Regions from separate parts of the Sus scrofa genome. Here regions 2 and 3 are each linked to region 1. The links are chromatin contacts, called in public HiChIP or PLAC-seq maps. All regions are on one chromosome and are shown on one strand. The core of a region is the stretch at or near the end of the contact, and the rest is flanking DNA. Distances in the headings are between cores, read along the strand shown.

Region 1 (3,111 bases), core at 305-2,804:
ATGGTCTGTAAAGGGGAACTTCCAGTTCGGACACCTCGTTCTGGTTTTTCTTATCTCCCCAAGCATCTTGCAAGAGAACTCCCTCAGTGAGGGGCCGTGCCTCCATTCTTGTAACCCAAACTCCACTAATATTCCTCTTTTCCCTTCTTTTTGTCCAGAGGCCCTTGAAGACTCCCCAAGCAGCCTTTCAGGCAAATTTTCTGAGCACTCGCTGTTTGCCAGGCATGATATGCAAATGATGACTCACTGGACACTGACGATCAGCCCGTAAGGAGGTACTGCTTTCATTCTTGCCCTTATATCTCCTTTAACCTTTCGAAACAACTTTCAAGGCAAGGACTATTAGTTCCCCATCTTACAAAAGAGGGGGAAAAGCTTGGGGATGTTCAGTGCTTTGCCCAATGTCATCTAGGGGAGGCCGTGGACTTGCACCTGCCTGATTCTAAAACTTGCTGTAGGACTTGTCATTGTGGCGCAGTGGCAATGAATCTGACTAGTACCCATGAGAACTCGGGTTCGATCCCTGCCCTCAGTGGGTTAAGAATCCAGCGTTGCCGTGAGCTGTGGTGTAGGTCGCAGATGAGGCTCGGATCCTGCGTTGCTGTGGCTCTGGCGTAGGTGGGCAGTTGTAGCTGTAGCTCTGACTCGACCCCTAGCCTGGGAACTTCCATCTGCCTTGGGTGTGGCCCTGTAAAGCTAAATTAATAAAACTTGCTGAGAAGTCAACGGAGAAGCCTTTAGCCCCCCCTTCTCCACGGGCGAGGGGGTGTGGTATCTCTCTCTTTGCTTGGAGTAGCCTAGGTTGGGACGGAGCCGAGTGAGGGGATGGCATTCAATCAAGCTCTTGACAGAGATTCCAGTTCTCTTCCTTCCAAGCACATGACACGACTGTACTTTCCATTCCCTGAAAATTAGGCACAGCTGAGCAACTTGCTGCGGCCAAGACAAGCGCCCGGGGCCGGGACCTGGTCGGACACATCCCTCCTTCCCCCGAAGCAGCCAGCCACCCTCCTGACGGTGAAGGCCTTGCATCCCCAAGTGAGGCCGGGGTGGAAGAGAAACCACAGACACGGGCAGAATAAACCTCTTGCTTTCTGTCACCGAGGTCTGGGGCATCTTTGTCATAGTAGCATGGTCAAGCTCATCCTGATTAATATAGGAGCCTGCCTGACCTGCCTCCTTCCTCCCAGCTGTCCTAAGGTACAGGAGTCAATTTATTATTATTATCGTGTGCCTCTAACAGTCGGAAAATCAGCTGGATGACTCCTGCTTGCCTGAGAACATGAATTTAAATGCTGTTCCTAAGCCCGTTTGCAAGAAGTTATTGAGAGGCGGAGAGTGAGCAGAAGGGCCTCTGCCCTCGTAGCCATCCACGTCCTTTCATCAGACACGTCCTAAGTACGATTCTTGGGTTGTTCTCTTTTCTTGTGAACTGACCAGTCTGTCCCCAGAACAGAAAACCTCCATAAACCACTGGTTTCAGAAAGGCATGTTCTTCACCACTTTCTGGCAGAACTTCTCCAAGCAAAACCAGACACAGGAAACGCTGCAATCAACGACACTCATCTGGCCGTCAGAGAATGGCCCGTTCCTCTGGCTGATTTGTGCTATCAGGACCAGGCGCCATCGTATCAATTCCAACACGCCGCCTGATTAACAAGCGTCGTCTACACAGAGACGCCCCCACCTCGGGGATGGTGAGCTCGCTAGGGCCCCTGGCCAAGTGCCCAGCCCCAGATGCCACTCAGCTCCCACGGGAAATCAAAGGATTCACGTAGAAGAGGGAAGGGAAATACTTTGTCTTCTGGAATGACGAGCGCCCACATGTGAGACAGCTTCCAGAAAAGTCAGAGTCAGTAAGAATTGGGCATCACTCAGAGGCCCGAGAGCACTTGTCCTGCTGAGTTGGGGCTGTTTTCTCCAGCAGCTGATGAGTTCTTCTACCCCTTTCTCCAGGAGTTTTCTTTTCTTTTCTTTTTTTCTTTCTTCTTTTTAGGGCCATACATGCAGTATATGGAGGTTCCCAAGCTAGGGGTCAAATCGAAGCTGTAGCTGCCAGCCTACACCACAGCCACAGCCACAGCCATGTGGGATCCGAGCCATATCTGCGACCTACGCCACAGCTCATGGCAATGCCAGATCCTTAACCCACTGAGCGAGGCCAGGGATCAACCCCATATCCTCATGGATCTTAGGTTCTTAACCCACTGAGCCACAACAGGAACTCCCCTCCCCGAGTTTTCTTTCTCTTTGGTACATTTTATTTTATTGAGGTAAGAACACTTAACATGAGCTCTATACCCTCTTCACAAACTCTCTCTCTCTCTATTTTTTCGGCTGTCCCCTCAGCATATGGAAGTTCCTGGGCCAGGGATCAAACCTGTGCCACAGCACTGACCACGCCAGATCCTTAATCTGTGGTACCACAAGGGAACTCCTTAACAAACTTTAAGTGCACAATACAGTATCATAGCTACCTACAGGTGCGATGTTGTACAGAAGAGGTCCAGAAGGTAATCATCCTGCAGAATGGAGACTTTATGCTCGTCGATTAAAAATTCCCCACTTCTATGGAGTCCCTGTTGTGGCTCAGTGGGTTAAGAACCCGACATAATGTCTGTGAGGATGCAGATTCGATCCCTGGCCTCCCTCAGTGGGTTAAGGATCTGGCGTTGCTGTGAGCTGTGACATAGGTTGCAGATACGGCTCGCATCTGGCATTGCCATGAGCTGCGGTGTAGGCTGGCAGCTGCAGCTCCTATGCAACCCCTATCCTGGGAACTTCCATTGCCACAGGTGTGGCTGTAAAAAGACAAAAAAAAAAAAAAAATTCTCCATTCCCCCCCAACCCCCTGACAACCACTGTTCTACTCTGTGATTCCCTGAGTTTGACTGTTTTCGATTTTCAATTAAGTGGGAGCAAACAGCATCTGACTTTCTGTGTCTGGCTTATGTCACCAAGCATAACACCCTCTAGGTTCACGTGGTCGCATACGGTGGAGTTTTCTTCTTTTTTAAGGCTGAATAATATTCCACTGTATGTGGAGTTCCCATTGTGGTACAGTGGAAATGAATCCAACTCGTAACCATGAGGTTTCAAGTTCGATCCCTG
Region 2 (3,111 bases), core at 249-2,748, 200 kb after region 1:
CCCTGGTGTATAATGTCCCCAAGGCCCCAGAGAAGTTCTGTTAGGCAGGCAGGAAGATGAAAATAACAGACAGACACTCAGCACATCGTTCTCCCTCAAGACAGACACTCACGCCCACAGGGTGTGGAGACTGGGGACGTACCCTGCGAGCTCCGAGCAGAGTGGGCTAAGCCAGGCCCACAGAAGGTGTGAAAGGCACCCTGGAGAAGTTGGGGACAGGGAAGGAAGCCACTCAGATGGCCCCAGAAGATCTGCGGAAGGCACAGTTTCAGAGTCTGTGCTGTTCACACCCAAGGAGGGCAAAGTAAACCCACAGGAGCTTAAGTCGTGATGCTGTGATCGGCCACACAGCTGGTGACAGGAATTAGCCATACTCAAGACAGAGGGCCAGACACAAACACCCAGATTGCGGCCATGCCCTGACACCGGAGCGCAGGGCGAGGAAAGTCAGAGAGGGCGGAGGAGAGGGCAAGGTTAGACGTGGAAGAGGCAGACATGCGTCTCAGGCATCCAGGGATGTTAGACAGGAGACCCAGAGTAAGACCAGGCACCCAAAACTGAATCTGGATTCCAGGGCACGACTGAGGACTTGGGGCACTGATCTCGGACCTCCTCTCAGGCCAGGCAAAGACAACTAGGCAGCAAGCAGAGGACCGAGGGGTATACATCCCAGCTCGGCCAAAACCCAAGCGATGCAGTGAGCACCACCGCCCAGGCAGCGGCTGAAGGTCCCGGGCACGGCCACTCTCTCAGACCGGGAGGGAGGCACCAACACCCATATGCACAGAGCAAGTCGGGGCGCCGAGGGAGAGTGACGGGAGACAGGAACCCAGCCAGGCTCTGGTAACCCCCCAAAGCACCTCCTCCGGAGATAACTTCCCCAGACCCCAAGGGGGCAGCCCTCGGCCCGTGAGCCTGAGCTGGGACCCCCATCCTGGTTTCCAGGGGAAAGCGATGTGGAGCCAGAAGGCTTGGGGAGTCCCAGTCTCCTGAGCGAGGTTCAAGGGCTGGGGGGCGCGGGGTCGCAACCGCCTATCTCCCTCCTTCCCTCCGGGACGCGAGCCCAAAGGGCATCTTACCAGCGCCCGCGAGGCCAGTGCCCCCCGGCTGGCCAGCTGCTGCACGCGGGGTGCTCCGGGGCCGCCTCCCCGCGCCCGCGCCGGGGGCCCCCGTCCTCCGCCGCCGCCGCCTCCTCCTCCTCGGGCTGCAGCTGGCTCGGCGGGCAGGTCCCGGCGCTCTCGGCGCGGGGCCGGGGCCGGGGGCGGCTGCTCCGCGCCGCCAGCCGCTGCGCCCCCGCGGCGCTCCCCGGCCCCGGAGTCTAGGCTGCTGAAATTCCACACGACCAGCGTCTGCAGTAGCAGCACGGTGAGCGCCGCGAGCAGCGCCGAGTGCGAACGCCGGGCCAGCCTCCGGGCGCACGGCGCCGCCACCATCTTCGGAGCGCGGCGGGCGAGCGGGGCGCGGGGACCCCGGGCGCTCCGGGCCGCCCCCGCGCTCCCCGCGGCTCCCGCGGCCGCCGCTGCCGCTTGGGCTCCCGCTCGGGCCGCCGCCGCCGCCGCCTCCTCGGCTCGCCGGTGCTCCTCCTCCGCCGCCGCCGCCGCCGCCGCCGCTGCCGCCGCCGCCGCCGCCGCCGCCTCCACCGCCGCGGCGCGGAGTTTTCAGACGGGCAGGGACCCGGACGTCACCAGGAGGAGGGGAAGGCGGGGAGGCGGGGAGCCGGAGGCCGCGGAGGGGGGCGGCGGGCGCGCGCGCTCGGGCGGGGCGCGCGGGGAGGGCGGGGGCCTAGGCCGCGGGGCTCCCCCTCCCCACACCCCCTTCTGAGGGAGGGGGTCTCGCGGGATGGGGAATGGGCTGGGGGGACGCGGGCCCCGGCGGAGAGGGGCGGGGCGTGGGGGCGGAGCGACGGAGGAAAAAGCAGGAGGGAGAGGAAGGGGGTGGGGGCGAGCGGAGGGGACCGACACCCGCCCGGACGCGAGCCGGAGTGGGTGGGGGAGAGGGGGACAGTCCCCGCAGCAGAGAAGGCCGGGCAGGGGCAGAAAAGCCTGAGGAGCTTCGGGTGAGGGTGGGCCCGCGCAGGATCAAGGGGAGGTCGGAAGCTCCAGGGGTCCTGAGATCCTGCCTTCCATGTGGGAGGCAAGCACGAGGCAGCTGAGTGGAGCCGCCTCCCCGCCCCGGAGTTGCGGTCCAGGTGTCTTCTTTGGGCACAGAGACTGCTTGGCAGGTGGAGACGCGAAAAAAGTGTCTGGAGTGTCAGAGCCAGGGAAGGGTCTCAAGCGGTGGATCCCTGAATCCCGAGATCCCTGGCTTGAAGGGGCAGGGAGGAGGCCACAAATAAGAATCCGTGAGTGATGACTCCTGAATCATACCCCACCCCCTAGTGCCAATGATGTCCTAAGTGCTTCATTGAGTCATTTCTTTGATCCCTGAGGACAAACGGGTCAGGAGACTTCCAAATCCAGTTGGCGAGCACGTGCCCTAGTGGGAAAAGGGAGAGACCCAGTGGAGTTTCTCATCCTTCACATGCTGCAAGCCCCAAAGTCTTGCCCCAGTCTTCCACTAGGTCCTGCTTCACCTCCGACCTGAAGCCTGCCTGCCTGCCCGCAAAGGGCTCAGCTCCTGGGAGAACTGGTCTTGCCTCCTAAACTGGAGGCTGGACTGGACTGGACTGTCCGGTGACCTTGAGCAGGGAGAACTCCTCCCTGGGCCTGAGCTTCCTCTCTCAATGAGGGTTTAAGCTGGCAACCCCAACGGACTCAAATTTCATCACCAGCCTTCTCTGACTCAGTCTTTCTAGTCTTTCCCTCCCAGTGTCCTCTTGCCCAGCAGCCCTGAGCACATGGTGAGCTGATAGAGGGAGTAGGTGTCCCAGACAGGACATAACACTCAGAATACAATAGCAGATCAAATCCTCAGCTTATGCATCGGAGACTCAGGGTGAGTGCTTTGCATCTTGACCACTGTGCTTTTAAACCTCATCCTAATTTTAAAGGGAAGAAAGTGGAGGAATAGAGGATCCATCCGAGAAGGAAGCAGGGAAGAGATTGTTTTATCCACTCAAGGAGGGTCCGTGAACATCATCAAGCGTCTGTCAGACACTGGGCGAGGCACAGA
Region 3 (3,111 bases), core at 220-2,719, 180 kb after region 1:
CTGCCCTTGCTCAGTGGGTTAAGGATCCGGCGTTGCCGTGAGCTGTGGTGTAGGTTGCAGACGCGGCTCGGATCCCGCGTTGCTGTGGCTCTGGCGTAGGCCGGTGGCTACAACTCCGATTCGACCCCTAGCCTGGGAACCTCCATGTGCCGCGGGAGCGGCCCAAGAAATAGCAACAACGACAACAACAAAAGACAAAAAGACAAAAAAAAAAAAAGACCATCGGAGGCAGAACGGTTTTGGACAAGCAACAGGAAACTGTTTTTGTCTGTCCAGGTCCCCCTCCACATCATGTAACGTCTACGCCAGTCAACATTTCAGGCTTTAGGCAAACGGGGCTGATGAATACGCTGAAGGGGTTGCAGGGCCCCTTACACAGGAGAGCGCTTTACAGCGGCCCCGGCTCTTGTCCCTCCCCAGCTGACGTTCTATGCCCTTCATCCTGTCGGTCACACTGTCCCCCTCTTCCTCCAATCCCTGCCTAATCCCCTTCTATTCACTGTAGCCTAAATGTCCACTTGTCAGAAAAGCCTGTCCTGACGACCCCCTCTACACATGCTCACGTCCTCCCAGGACGGGAGCTACAGGCGGGGCTGGGACACTGTTTTGTCCGCTGCTCCTAGCACAGTGCCTGGTACACAGCAGGTCCCCAGTAAGACTGCAAGTGAAGTGTCTGTGAACGGCCTGGATAAAGCTACAGCAATGCAGGCATGCAATCCTTCCAGCACAGGATGCATGGCAGATCAGCAATGCATGCTGCTTGGAGCACGTCAAAACCGATCCCCGGCCCACGAGGTTAGCGTCCCATTCCTCCCAGAGAGTAGCCCTGTGCTTAGCAAGGTAGAAGCCCCTTTCCCAGTTCCCCAAGGGCCACCCTCCAGTCCCCAGCCCAACTCTAGGCCCAGGAGAATGCCGGCTTTACAAGAACCAGGAAGGCATCAGAGCTGACGGGCCAGGCTCTTTGCAAACCTGCACGAGTGTCAATGTATTACACAGGACAACAAAACACCCCGCCGGCCAAATTATTTGTTGTTTTTCGTAGGGCCGCACCTGCAGCATATGGAGGTTCCCAGGCTAGGGGTCGATTTGGAGCCACAGCTTCCAGCCTCCACCACAGCCACAGCAAAGCCATATCCGAGCAGCATCTTCCACCTACACCACAGCTCACGGAAACACCAGATCCTTAACCCATTGAGAGAGGCCAGGGATCGAACCCACGACCTCATGGTTACCACTGAGCCACAATGAGAACTCCCCAAATTATTCTCAAAGGCAAGAGGAAGTTGGTCAATAGGACAAAAGCACAGAAGATTTGCTCTACCTTGATGTGGGCAGGCTAAGTGATAACTTCCCCTGACCCACTTACCCAACCTAAATCATATGAAACTTCAGGGGCTCCTCCTGCTACCTACCACTTCCTTCACTCAGTAGCCACAAAAGAAGCACTGAACAAACAATGGGAGTTAGGAACATGCAGCTAGTCACAGATTCTAACCCTAGGAGGAACTAGATTAACATCACGTGCTGTGGAGTACTTAGAGGATCTTGTTGAACAACTGCTATTGTGTTTGTGTCCTGTTTCATGAATTTCTGCTTTTATTTCTACTTAGTCCCTTTCCTACATACTTTGTTGTTCTCAACGACCTTTTGAAATAAAAATTGGAGTTTTAACTCAATCATTTCATCTTTTATATTTAATGTCCAAAGCTAAAGTATTTCTAAAATAGGCTATTAATTTTCCTCTGGGCACAGTTTTAGCCTCATCCCATGGGTTTTGATTTGAGATAATCTCATTTTCATTAATCACCCTACAATCTGAAATTCCATGTTTGATTTCTCTTTTGATTTAAGAGTTATTTAGAAGAGTTTTGGTGATTTGTTTAAATGTTTTAAGCAATAGCCTTTTAGAAGCTAATTTTTAATATATCTTACTATTTTATGAATGAGGCCTATTAGGTTTCTACTTCTGAAGTACATTAGGTTTGTTTTGAGACAAATTAATTACCAATTTTAATTAGGGCATCTTAGAATATCTTTAAAAAAAAGCCTTTAAAAAGAAAAGGCCATCTCTTAGAATAAACACACACACATACACACATCTCTCTGTGAAGAGTTTCACAGAAAGCTTACCAAAAAAGTTTTATCTTTTTGAAAATAACATCCAAAGAAAGTAAATAAACTATTAGGGGGGGTGGGGTGGGGAGGGGGGCTACCAGAATTTAAGTATTAGATTTCTCTGATCTGGAAATTCCATACCCAGGAATCATACCCAAAATGGCATTGCTCTGCATCCCCATTTTATTTTTTTATTTTTATTTATTTATTTATTTATTTTTGTCTTTCTGCTATCTCTTGGGCCACTCCCACGGCACATGGAGGTTCCCAGGCTAGGGGTCAAATCGGAGCTGTAGCCTCCGGCCTACGCCAGAGCCACAGCAACACGGGATCCGAGTCGCATCTGTAACCTACACCACAGCTCACGGCAATGCCGCATCCTTAACCCACTGAGCAAGGGCAGGGACCGAACCCGCAACCTCATGGTTCCTAGTCGGATTCGTTAACCACTGCATCTCGACAGGAACTCCTGCATCCCCTTTTTAAAGAATAAAACTGAGACTGCCCAAGACTGAGTCAGATATACTATTCCATTTGAGCTGAGACAGGGTTTCTGATTCCACTAATGCCATCACCATTGAATCCAACTGTCTTCCAAAAGAACTGCTAAAGCAACTGCTGAAGTCTTCCCTTGTGACAATCCTTAAGCCTGATAATTGCACAAGGCACAACCAGAAGGGAAGTTCAAAACAAACAGGACTTTACCCCCAGTAAAGTGGGGTGGGCTGGCTAGAAAAAGTTCTTTGAGAAGCCCCAGAAAGAATATTAAGCCATTTGTCAGCCAGTGCCAAGCAAACCTGAAAGACAGGTGGATCTTAGGGAATCCTGACGTTCTTCTCCCAACCCTGTCAGTGCCTTTGCCTGCAAAAGTGGGACAGGAAATAGAAAAGGACCAGCGTTGCAGGAACCGATGCAGGACCGGAGCTGCTAAACAATACTGACAGTGCACACGAAGGCAGATCCTTAGGGAGAATCTCTGAGCTCCACTGCTGTGGC

Evidence for each region. HiChIP or PLAC-seq counts read pairs in DNA pulled down with a chosen protein or histone mark.
Region 2: an H3K27ac HiChIP or PLAC-seq map of alveolar macrophages shows a contact between it and region 1. The contact joins the promoter of XYLT1 here to the enhancer-like site in region 1. A contact is called at or near these places in 1 of 5 promoter capture datasets (skeletal muscle), 8 of 47 Hi-C or Micro-C datasets (embryonic fibroblasts, fetal heart ventricle, mesenteric adipose tissue and 4 more) and 2 of 2 datasets of contacts at active chromatin or transcription factors (alveolar macrophages and skeletal muscle).
Region 3: an H3K27ac HiChIP or PLAC-seq map of alveolar macrophages shows a contact between it and region 1. The contact joins two enhancer-like sites. A contact is called at or near these places in 4 of 47 Hi-C or Micro-C datasets (psoas muscle, retroperitoneal adipose tissue, skeletal muscle and 1 more) and 2 of 2 datasets of contacts at active chromatin or transcription factors (alveolar macrophages and skeletal muscle).

What each region holds. Positions count from the first base shown.
Region 1 is chr3:27,295,362-27,298,472 of Sscrofa11.1, forward strand. The region is part of intron 2 of XYLT1 (xylosyltransferase 1); the gene reads right to left. Among named protein-coding and RNA genes, the nearest start is that of XYLT1, 200 kb to the right of the region's middle. Within about 2 kb of position 1,555, at least 9 of the 83 cell types and tissues checked have an H3K27ac peak or open chromatin away from gene starts, as enhancers often do. A contact at or near this core is called in alveolar macrophages, mesenteric adipose tissue, retroperitoneal adipose tissue and 1 more, where this site is marked.
Region 2 is chr3:27,491,131-27,494,241 of Sscrofa11.1, forward strand. XYLT1 (xylosyltransferase 1) reads right to left here and starts at 1,499. Exons shown (of 12, transcript XM_021086555.1): 1 at 1,080-1,499. The coding sequence starts at 1,433.
Region 3 is chr3:27,473,747-27,476,857 of Sscrofa11.1, forward strand. The region is part of intron 1 of XYLT1 (xylosyltransferase 1); the gene reads right to left. Among named protein-coding and RNA genes, the nearest start is that of XYLT1, 17 kb to the right of the region's middle. Within about 2 kb of position 1,470, at least 3 of the 83 cell types and tissues checked have an H3K27ac peak or open chromatin away from gene starts, as enhancers often do. A contact at or near this core is called in alveolar macrophages, where this site is marked.